Linked DNA regions of Mus musculus: region 1 is linked to region 2. Evidence: chromatin contacts called from public promoter capture Hi-C data. All regions are on one chromosome and are shown on one strand. The core of a region is the stretch at or near the end of the contact, and the rest is flanking DNA. Distances in the headings are between cores, read along the strand shown.

Region 1 (4,960 bases), core at 193-2,692, 1.9 Mb after region 2:
ATGATAACACTAAGATCATATCCTGTGATTAAGTTCGGTTCCATCTCAGGAATTCCAGGTTGGGTCAACATGCACAGACCAATCAAGGCAATACAAAATATATAGAGGCTGAAGGCTAGAAAATACACAATTAATAGATGCAGATATAGCTTTTGGCAAACTCCAACATCTCTCCATGATAAAAATACCAGAATATGTAGGGATATAAAGAACATTTGTCCACATAAAGACTATACAGGATCAGCCTGTTAGCTGACATTATATAATAAATACGTAAAAAATTGTTTCCTAAAATCAAAAACAAGAGTCTCTCTCTCTCACCCCCCCACCTCGTCTTCGCCCTCTCTCTCTGTGCATGTATGTGTGTGTGTGCACGTATGTGTGTGCACATATGTGTGTATGTGTGTATTCTTATTCAATATGGTGTCCGAGTTGGGGGAAACTTTTAGAAAAGTTGTAGACCTAAACGTCGATTGCCTTGCATTTTACCTGCACCATGCATTCCGGGAAGTTTGCAAATATCTATACCGTCATCGGTGTGCACAGTGCTTCTAGACTGTACCTTCACACCACATCGGGACCCTGAAAAACTTTAAGCTAAAACCTTGTATTCCTTGAAATTCCATTCAGTTCAAGTCTTTGAAGATTATTTCTAGTCTGTTTTGAGTTTCAGATGCGTTTCCACGAACAAAATAAAAGGTTCGTGAAGTAATACCGATACCCAGCTGAGCACGTAGAGACTGATTAGAAGTCATGACATGCTGAAGGATGTTTCCGGTCACACTGTGTGTGCTGGGGCTAAAGTAGTCAGGTTGTAGGAGAGGAGAAAGCATTCGGTCTTAGATGATGCCTCCCTCCCTCCCTCGGGCTTCCGATGAATTATAGAAGTTTGCTCTCCGAGTCTGGGGTTTTAAATCGTATCTTCCAAAATGGGCAGGAAAATGTGTTTCTGCCTCCTGCATCTACCAATTCAACAAACAACTTCAAATATTTACCTCTAAGTATAGATTTCCAGTAGAGATAGCAAAAAACTACCGTTTGAATCCCACTGCGATCGTGACATTCAAATGACCTGACGCTGCAGCACTAGAATTCAGATCAGTTTAAAGACAATCCCCAGCATCCGAGATGCAGCTTAAATGAGGATGGAGAAATCTGCAAACGCTCACCCCTGCACCCTGGGCTCTTATTTTCACGATAGAATGCAGGCTAATAGACAACTGCCCTTTCTCCAAGGGACCTTGTTTGCAAACAGGAACAAGCATTGCTTTGTTCTCTTGAGAGAAAACAATACAGCATCAATCAAAGCAAAGCCACGTACCCAAACCCGCTGCTGCAGCTGCTCATTCAAACCCCCGCATATCTATCGTTCACGGGCAAACCAGAGTGCCTGCTGGGATGCTTGTGTATCCTCTGCCCGGCTCTTCAGAACACCGCTGCAGGTTAACTCTTGGAGGCTGGAAGCTCTAACCCAGAAAGCCAAGGCTCTGTAACTTAACCACTTACACGCTGACTCATTCAGCAGACACGGTGCACTCTGCTAAGCCTGCTGATGGATGAACACTTGTACCATTCTTGGAAGGTAACACCTAGAACAGTGTTTCTCAACCTGCACTTCAGGACCCTTTTGGTAGGAAGACCCTTTCACAGGGGTCACAGGTCAGATATCCTGCCTATCTGATATTGATAGTGATTCATTACAGTAGCAAAATTACAGTTATGAAGTAGCAACAAAAATAATGTTATGGTTGGGGGGGGGGGGTCACCGCAACATGAGGAACTGTAGTAAGGGGTAGAGGCATTAGGAAGGGTGAGAACCACGGCCCTAGAGGCTGTCTTTTTCCACCATGAACAAACATCATCATTCGCTCAGCCCAACCTGCTTGTCCTCTGTGATTTGGAAAGCAAGCAGTTCATTGCCAAGGATATCAATTGCGTGCCACAGAGACAAAAGTAGACAGTCGCTGCAGAGGCTGGAGTAAAGAACATTTTGAATAAAGGACATACATTCTAGGAAAGACGTTTCTGGACAGATTGCAACTTGATGGAGAAGATTATTATTCACATGTAGTAAACATACCTTAGTAATTTGGATAAACAGATAAAGCTATATTTATATTTCCCATAACACCCCTCCAGGCAACCGCCCCCCCCCCAAAAAAAAAAACAAACCCCAGCTTCTTGCAATATTGCCCTACAGTTACCAGGGCTCCTAGTAGGGCAGGTAGGGGAGTTGAAGAGGGTCAATCTTCTGAGCCTTTGGGAGTTGCTTTACAAGTATGAAAGTCAGGGACAGAAAGCAAAGCCAGTATAGGATCAACTTCTGTTTTTTGTTGTTTCCTTCTGGGCCTTTTCTTCTTGGGACAGGTAATCATGGTATTTTCATAGCCTCGACTCACAGCCATGCCCTGGCCTCCTGGGCCTCTGGAGTGATGGTATTTCAGAAATGTGTCCCATGCTTGGTCCTGGCTCTGGTCTTTGCAGTTTACCTCATCCCCCCCACTCCCCCATGTCGCTATACAGAAGCCTCATGTACCTAGAATCCCCAAAGAAGACTGCTCCTCTTGGCTTATAAATGGGTTGCTACATAGAGTGCCAAGGCATAAATCAAGGTATAGCAAGCCTCTAGCTTTCTTCAGGCTACAGAGTTCGCTGTGGCCTCAGAAGGAAGTAAAAAGTTAAGTACAAAGCTGGCAGGTGTGACAGTGTTTGCTAAAGACTGAGCTATTACAGGTAATCATCCCTCCATGGGGAGACCCGGAAGGCCAGCAGGAGCCTTGGCCCTTTCTCCTCCTCTCTGCCATCTGGAACGGCAAGGGCTGCCTTCTGAGGTTTATTTTCTGCTAACTGGGCTCCTAGGCACCAGGGCCTCCTTTGCCTAAACTTCGTCTACCCTGGGAGTCTCAAAGCTTCCAGAAAAGAGTGCAATCTACCTGTGAAGAAGGGGAGAGCACAGACCACCTGGGGAGCAGAAAGGACACTAACAAAGGCAGCTACATTGAAGCTTGCCTCACACCAGCAAATGTGCTGACCACTTTAAATGTACTTCGTAAGAAAGATCACCAGAAATGCCAGAAAAATCCGGGTTTCCTACTCCTTCCCAGTCTACCCTATGGTCAGGGCTGCCCTGTACCTGAAATCTGAGCTAAGAGAAATCAAAAGTGACAGAATTGATCCCACAGAGCAAACTGAGAAGGGGGACCCCTATCAATAAAGTGACCAGAGGAGGCTGGGAAGACACAGCACAGAAGAGAAAACGGAACGGGAGTGTCAGGATGTCTAATTTCAGTTTTATCGAGAAAGATCATCATTTCTTCCTTAAGGAAAATCCATCACCAACCCATTTGGACATCTTAATTTTGTTTTGTCATCTGTAATTACTGTGACGTGCTCACAGCTGGTCCCATTTCCTAATTCTCGGACTGGAGCCAGATGACATGTGTGTTCAACTTATGAGAGTTAAGGAGCGTCACCTGTGAGCATGTGATACTTGAGCGACGTTTATCATTTTATTTTATTCTGTCAAGTAAAAAGTAGGAAGTCTCTCTGATTGGAGCTAAAGTAACAATAACAGTAACAAATTCAATAACAGTAACAATGATGGATGTTATTATCGCAACACAGACCGGCCAAGGAGGGTGTCCCAGCTGTTCATTATCTTAGGATCCAAGGACAGCTTAAGGATCCATATCTGGCCCTGCTAGAGGAACAGGGCACCTGTGTCCACAATCATATTTAAGAGCAAGAAAAACTTCCAAGAAGTTGCTCTAGGAATTTCTTGTAAAATTAAATATAAGCTCAGAAAGTTGGACATAGCTCTACTGAAAGATTCAGCAATACCACTCCTGGGCATATACGCAGAAGATGCTCCAACTTGTAATAAGGACACATGCTCCACTATGTTCATAGCAGCCTTATTTATAATAGCCAGAAGCTGGAAAGAACCCAGATGTCCCTCAACAGAGGAATGGATACAGAAAATTTACTCAGCTATTAAAAACAATGAATTCATGAAATTCTTAGACAAATGGATGGATCTGGAGGATATCCTAAGTAAGGTAACCCAATCACAAAAGAACACAAATGATATGTATTCACTGATAAGAGGATATTAGCCCAGAAGCTCAGAATACCCAAGATACAATTTCCAAAACACATGAAACTCAAGAAGAAGGAAGACCAAAGTGTGGGTACTTCGATCCTTCTCAGAAGGAGTAACAAAATACCCATGGAAGGAGTTACAGAGACAAAGTTTGGAGCAGAGACTGAAGGAATGACCATCCAGAGACTGCCCCACCTGGGGATCCATCCCATAAACAGCCACCAAACCCAGACACTATTGCAGATGTCAACAAGAGCTTGCTGACACGAGCCTGATATAGCTATCTTCTAAGAGGCTCTGCCAGTGCCTGGCAAATACAGAAGTGGATGCTCACAGCCATCCGTTAGACGGAGCATAGGGTTCCCAATGAAGGAGCTCGAGAAAGGACCCAAGGAGCTAAAGGGGTTTGCAGCCCCATAAGAGGAACAACAATATGAACGAACCAGTAACCCCAGAGCTCCCTGGGACTAAACCACCAATCAAAGAAAACACATGGTGGGACTCATGGCTCTTTTTATTAGATATTTTCTATGTAGCAGAGGATGGCCTAGTTGGTCATCAATGGGAGGAGAGGCCCTTGGTCCTGTGAAGGTTCTATGCCCCAGTATAGAGAAACACCTGGGTCAGGAAGCAGGAGTTGGGTAGTGGGGGGAGGGGGAGAGGATAGGGGATTTTCAGAGGGGAAACTAGGAAAGGGGATAACATTTGAAATGTAAATAAAGAAAATATCTAATAAAAAAGGAAAAAAATTAAATATAAGTCTACCACCACAGCCCATCAATTCACACCTCCATATTTATCCACAGGAAAACACACACACATGCATCCCAGCCTGGGCACTGTATGCTTATGCAGGGA
Region 2 (5,407 bases), core at 408-2,907:
CAAATATAAATGCAAGAAAATCTTTTAAAAACAAAATAATCATTAAAAAGGGAAGCCTATAACTAGCCTGAGATTTCTTAACCAAGCACAAATCGAGTTTGTGTGCTTTTCAGAAAAAACAAAACAAACAAACAAACAAACAAAAACCCCACATATTCAGGCTTGCAAAGCACTGCTGCCTTTAGATGGGTGAGGGTGAGAGGGGAAACCGATGTGAGACAGAACAATTTGAAATTCTCGTGACTTTGAGAAGTCTAAGTCCCCTTCCAAATAAGTCTCTTCTCTAGCTGCAGGACCTCAGGTGATTTCCTTTGTCCTTTCGGAAGTCTCACCTGATCTACTGAGATAACTACCTTCTCAGCTCAAAGGAACAAAAAGCCCTTCCGGTGGGCGTGCATGAGGTGGAGACTTCTAATCCAACACGTGTCTTTTGCAAAGCCTTCTTTGGGAAAGCTTGTAGGTGCCTCGCCAGCAACTCAGGGATAAAGACCATGAAAGGGGCTTACATAGGTTTTCCTCAGGGAAGAAAAATCCCAGCGGTTTAGGGCCTGTCAAGTACTGAGCAATCCAACCCCAAAGCCGGACAGAGATTATAGAAGGCAGAGCAGCGGAACCCCTGAGAGTCCTCCCGGCCACTTACAAATAGGGTCTTCCATTTTCAAGGGTCTCTTCAAGCGGATGCTGGCGGGGACCGTCTTCTCGATGAGCTCATCAATGCTCTAAAATTTAAAAACGCAAGCTGGTGAACAGGACAGTCAGAGCAAAGAGCCTGAGTTAAGAGAGCCACTTCAGTTTATCTTCAAAGGCTGGTAGGAACTTCATTTAAATCGTCTAATTAAGAGTTCTTTTTAAAGTGAAACATCAGGAAGCAGAAATCTTTTGGAGGAAAAAAAAAAAAAATGATGGAGCCGGATGGTAAATCCGCTACTCCGGGTTCGGGAGCTGCAACTGGAGCTGACCGGATTAATGTACTCTAAGTAGGGAGTCTTCTTTTCCTGCAAAGTTAGGGTTCGTCTGGAGTTGGGGATATTTTTTAAATGCACTTTAGAAGAGCGAGAACAGAGTAAAAGTTAAGAGAGGAGAAGGCACCACGATTAAGAGCGAGCTCGCTTTCAAGCTGGGGCCCGGGACGGAGGAGGAAGGCAAGGTGGGAGCCGGGAGGCCCAGCGGGCAGAGCTCCGGCAGGGTGGAGGGTGGAGGGCCTTACCGCCAGCCCCAGCGCCTGCAGCATCTCCCTCCGGTCTTTGTCTCCGGGGCCGATGTGTCTCCGGGAGAAGTCATCGTGTCTGGGCAGGAGGCGCTCCAGAAGGCGCGAGGCCCCAGCCGCGCCGCGGTCCCCGCCACCGCCACCGCCACCGCCGCCGCTGCTGTCCCGGCTTCGCTGCGCCCAACTCAAGCCGGTGCCCCGAGCCAGGCGGTGGCCGCCCCCGGCTCCGCGGCCCAGGCGCAGCCCCCATGCCCTGGCACACAGCTGCATGGACGCCGTCACCTCCCCAGCCCACGAGGGTCAGCAGCGCTTTCCGGCCCTCCTCTGGCCCCAATGCCCCGGGAGTGGCCGCCGCAGTCCCTGGATCCCCTTCCCGACCACTGCGGGCAATGAATGGGTACAGCGAACTGCACTAACTCTTGCAAAGTTCCTCCGCCTCAGCAGGCACCTGCTCCGCACACTTTAAGCGGCGCCCGAAGGCGGGCAGTAGGATGGAGCCAGGAAACCTTTAGCCAATGGGAATGGGTTGCAGGGCGGGGGCGAGGCAGGGCCCTCCCTTTCTCTCTCCTCCTTGTCTCCCACCTCCTCCCACTTCTTTCCCCTCTTCAGCAGCAGGGTGGAGTCCCCTGCCTGATGCTGGAAGTTTAAGGTCCCAAATCCCTCTTCTTACACAGGGGTTCGGGATGCTCTATAGGCCCACTGGCCGGGTTGTAGGGCCCATTGGGGCAGCCCTAACATTCGTGAAGTTCCTGGAGCAATGCACTGAGACAGAAGACAGGAAGACTCCAATAGTTAGCTGGTCTCCACTTACTGACTTTAGGGTCACATCTCATGAAAACCACTATGGGCAAAGGAAGGTTCTTTCATAGTTATGAAATCTGGACAAAGAGCACAGCCCCTAAAATATCTTATGCTTTAATCTTTTAATAAAGATTTAATATTATTTTTTATTGATTTGTGTGTTGGGTGAAATGTCTGTCTGTGTATCACATACATGCCGAATGCTTGCAGAAGTTAGAAGTGGACATCAGATTCCCTGCAAATGGTGTTACAGGCTGTTGTGAGCTTTTATGTGGGTGCTGATAGCCCAACCATAAGAGTAGCAAGTGCTCTCAATCACTGAGCCATCCCCCTGACCCCACTTTTTTTGAGATATGATGCGATGGGAACCAAACCCCCGATCTCCCAACTAGCACCAAGCTACACCCCAGCACCTGTCTTCTCCCTCCCTCCTTTGTATGTCTCCTTCGTCTTCTCTGTACTGGTTTGATATGCACCCATTCCTGAAATTCAGTCTTCCTTTACGTGGAATGCATGAGTATGCTGTTGGTATATTGGCTATATTTTTATTTCCTGAGTAAACCTAAACAGATACTGTAATGAAAGCAAAAGCATCTCCAGGAAGCTGACCCCCAAGGACAGGAACCTGGGACCCGCCTATCTGACCTTTATACACATCCTTAACGATGACCTTAGAGTTGAAGGCAAAGAGAAACTGGGTCTTGGGAAAGACACAAGAAACAGTGTTGCCTAAACTTTCAGGGGCGACTACTGTGTCTGTTGCAGGCAGGTCTTTGCTAGACCAAATAGTTGCTAAGTTAAGACCTTCCAGTGGAAGGACTTGTAGGGAGGGCTAACTACTGTGATGAGTTTGTAGGTTAAAATGACAGGTCAGAAGAGGAGACGACTCCAATGTTCTGAAAGAATCCCTTCATTTCTATTGCTACAGGAAGCACATATTTAGGGAATCATTTAGACCCAGTGTTGGATTGCCAAATTTCCACACAAGCTGACTTCATAACTTTATTTGGTCTTCTATATAAACATCAGAATGAGGACATTTTTAGTAGTTTGGAATGTACATGATTATTGGGAACAGCATATTCTACTGAGGTAAGCTGCATTCTGCAGTACTTATCAGTAATCACTATACTTGAGAGGTAGAGAGGCAGGATGATCAGGAGTTCAAGGTCAATCTTGGATACATAGGGGATTTGTGGACAGACGAAGTTGTATGTGGCTTTGTCTCACCCCCAATGTAATACACTCCTCCCCCAAGTCTCCCTTGATTGCTGAACCAGCTCCTCCTTTTTAACAGACTGGCCATACCTTCCTTGAAGGTCCTATAATTTCACCATAAACATGTTAACCATGGAAGGACCTGTCAACCTCCCTTAGCTTCTAGACCCATAGCCCAAGTCAGGTGTTGGCATATACTCCAGGAAGGTGAGTAGATACTTGATGTCAGACAAGAAGCTTCTATAGGGCTGGGTGTGGTGGTGCACGCCTTTAACCCCAGCACCTGGGAGGCAGAGGCAGGCAGATTTCTGAGTTCAAGGCCAGCCTGGTCTACAGAGTGAGTTCCAGGACAACCAGGGCTATACAGAGAAACCCTGTCTCAAAACCCCACCCCCAAAAGAAGCTTCTACGGGGAACGAATCAGAACACATTGCTCACATGCTTTATCATGACAAGATTTCTGCTAGACATTGAATTCCTGACCAAGTGAAAATTGAGGTTATATGGAAATTGCTGATGTTTGTAGCACCAGAGATTGTATATTTAGTTATGAGATGGTCAGTATTAATTATCCACTTGACAGAATCTAGAATCACTTGGAAAAGGGGCCTCTGGGCCTGACTGTTGGAGGTGGAGTATCTTGATTAAGATGGAAAGATCTTTCTACTGTGAACAGCATCCTATTTGCAGGGCTAGTATCCTAAACTGTACAAAATGGAGCAAGTTAGCTGAGCAGACGCATGCACACATCTCCCTGCTCTCTTCTCACTGAAGACATAATAGAACCAGCTGCTTCCAGCTCTTGATGCCATAACTTTCCCACCAGGATGCATTGTAACTTGGAACTGTGAGCCAAAGAAACCCTTCCTCCCTTAAGTCGCTTCTATCAGAGCTTCATCACAGCAAGGAGAAAAGAGACAGAGGCAGTGCATAACCTCGACCAGGAGTGGCTCTCAGTCCGCTATGTTGGCTGATGATACCCAGCACAACGACCCCTTCTGTAAATTGGGCTAACAGAGCTGATCATTGTTGGTGCCGTTGAGAAGGGTGGAGCCTAAGGTTTGATGAGAAGTAAACTTAAGCATAGACTTTCCCATGTGCAACACAGTCTTCCTTTCACTGAAGCATGGAGAGCCCATTGGTAAGAGGAGCGAGCACCAGTGGTTTTGGAAGCCCTGTCCTTACCTTCTGTCCCCCGAAAGTGTGGTGATTGTAATGTAAAATGCAACTGATGAAATAGGTTCCTGGGTTACAGTATGTGGTGGTTTGAATATGCTTAGCCCATGGGGAGTGGCACTGTTAGGAGGTTTGGCCTTATCGGAGACAGTGTGTCGCTGTGGGCATGGGCTTTGGCAGTCTCCTATGCTCAGGCTTTACCCGTTGAAGAAGTGATCTTCCTCCTAACTGCTCCCTGAGGATACCAGGCTCTCCTGGTTGCCTTTGAATCAAGACACAGAACTCTCAGCTCCTTCTCCAGCACCATGTCTGGCTGCATGCTGCCATGCTTCCAGTTATGATGATAAGGGACTGAAGCTCTGGAACTAAAAGTCAGCCCCAATTAAATGTGTGCCTTTATAAGAGTTGCCTTGGGGCTGGTGAGATGGCTCAGTGGGTAAGGGCACCCAACTGCTCCTCCAAAGGTCCAGAGTTCAAATCCCAGCAACCACATGGTGGCTCACAACCATCTGTAACGAGATCTGACGCCCTCTTCTGGTCTGTCTGAAGACAGCTACAGTCTACTTACATATATAATAAATAAATAAATCTTAAAAAAAAAAGAGTTGCCTTGATTGTGATGTCTCTTCATAGCAATGGAAACCCGAAAACCCAGCAGTAATAGTGCAATCCCAGAATGGTAGGACCCAGTGGCAGCACTAGGCAACAGAAAAGTGTCCCAGATGATCTATACGGGTATGCAGCCTACTCACATGTTACTTGAGCTAGTAAACTAAAACTTGAAAAGTCCCTAAAACAAAGAGACCTCATTTGAACTACCATCCAATTTAATGGGTGACTCAAAAAGGCTGACTGGAACTCACAAAGATTCCCCTGCCTCAGCCTCCTGAGTGTCAGGATGGGTGACTCAAAAAGGGTCCTGCTACAGATAGACTGAACACTTCTCTGCTGTCCTACACCAGCCGACCTGTGGCTACCAAAGAAACAGCATCTAGGCTCGGGTGG

The links. Promoter capture Hi-C pulls out the DNA fragments that hold promoters and counts their contacts.
Region 1: a promoter capture Hi-C map of hippocampal neurons shows a contact between it and region 2, with 6 times the contacts expected there. A contact is called at or near these places in 2 of 39 promoter capture datasets (the 3T3-L1 cell line and hippocampal neurons).

Annotation. Positions count from the first base shown.
Region 1 is chr19:32,101,698-32,106,657 of GRCm38.p6, forward strand. Asah2 (N-acylsphingosine amidohydrolase 2) reads right to left here and starts at 1,443. Exons shown (of 24, transcript NM_018830.1): 1 at 1,322-1,443.
Region 2 is chr19:30,173,784-30,179,190 of GRCm38.p6, forward strand. Gldc (glycine decarboxylase) reads right to left here and starts at 1,658. Exons shown (of 25, transcript NM_138595.2): 1 at 1,208-1,658; 2 at 641-719. The coding sequence starts at 1,477.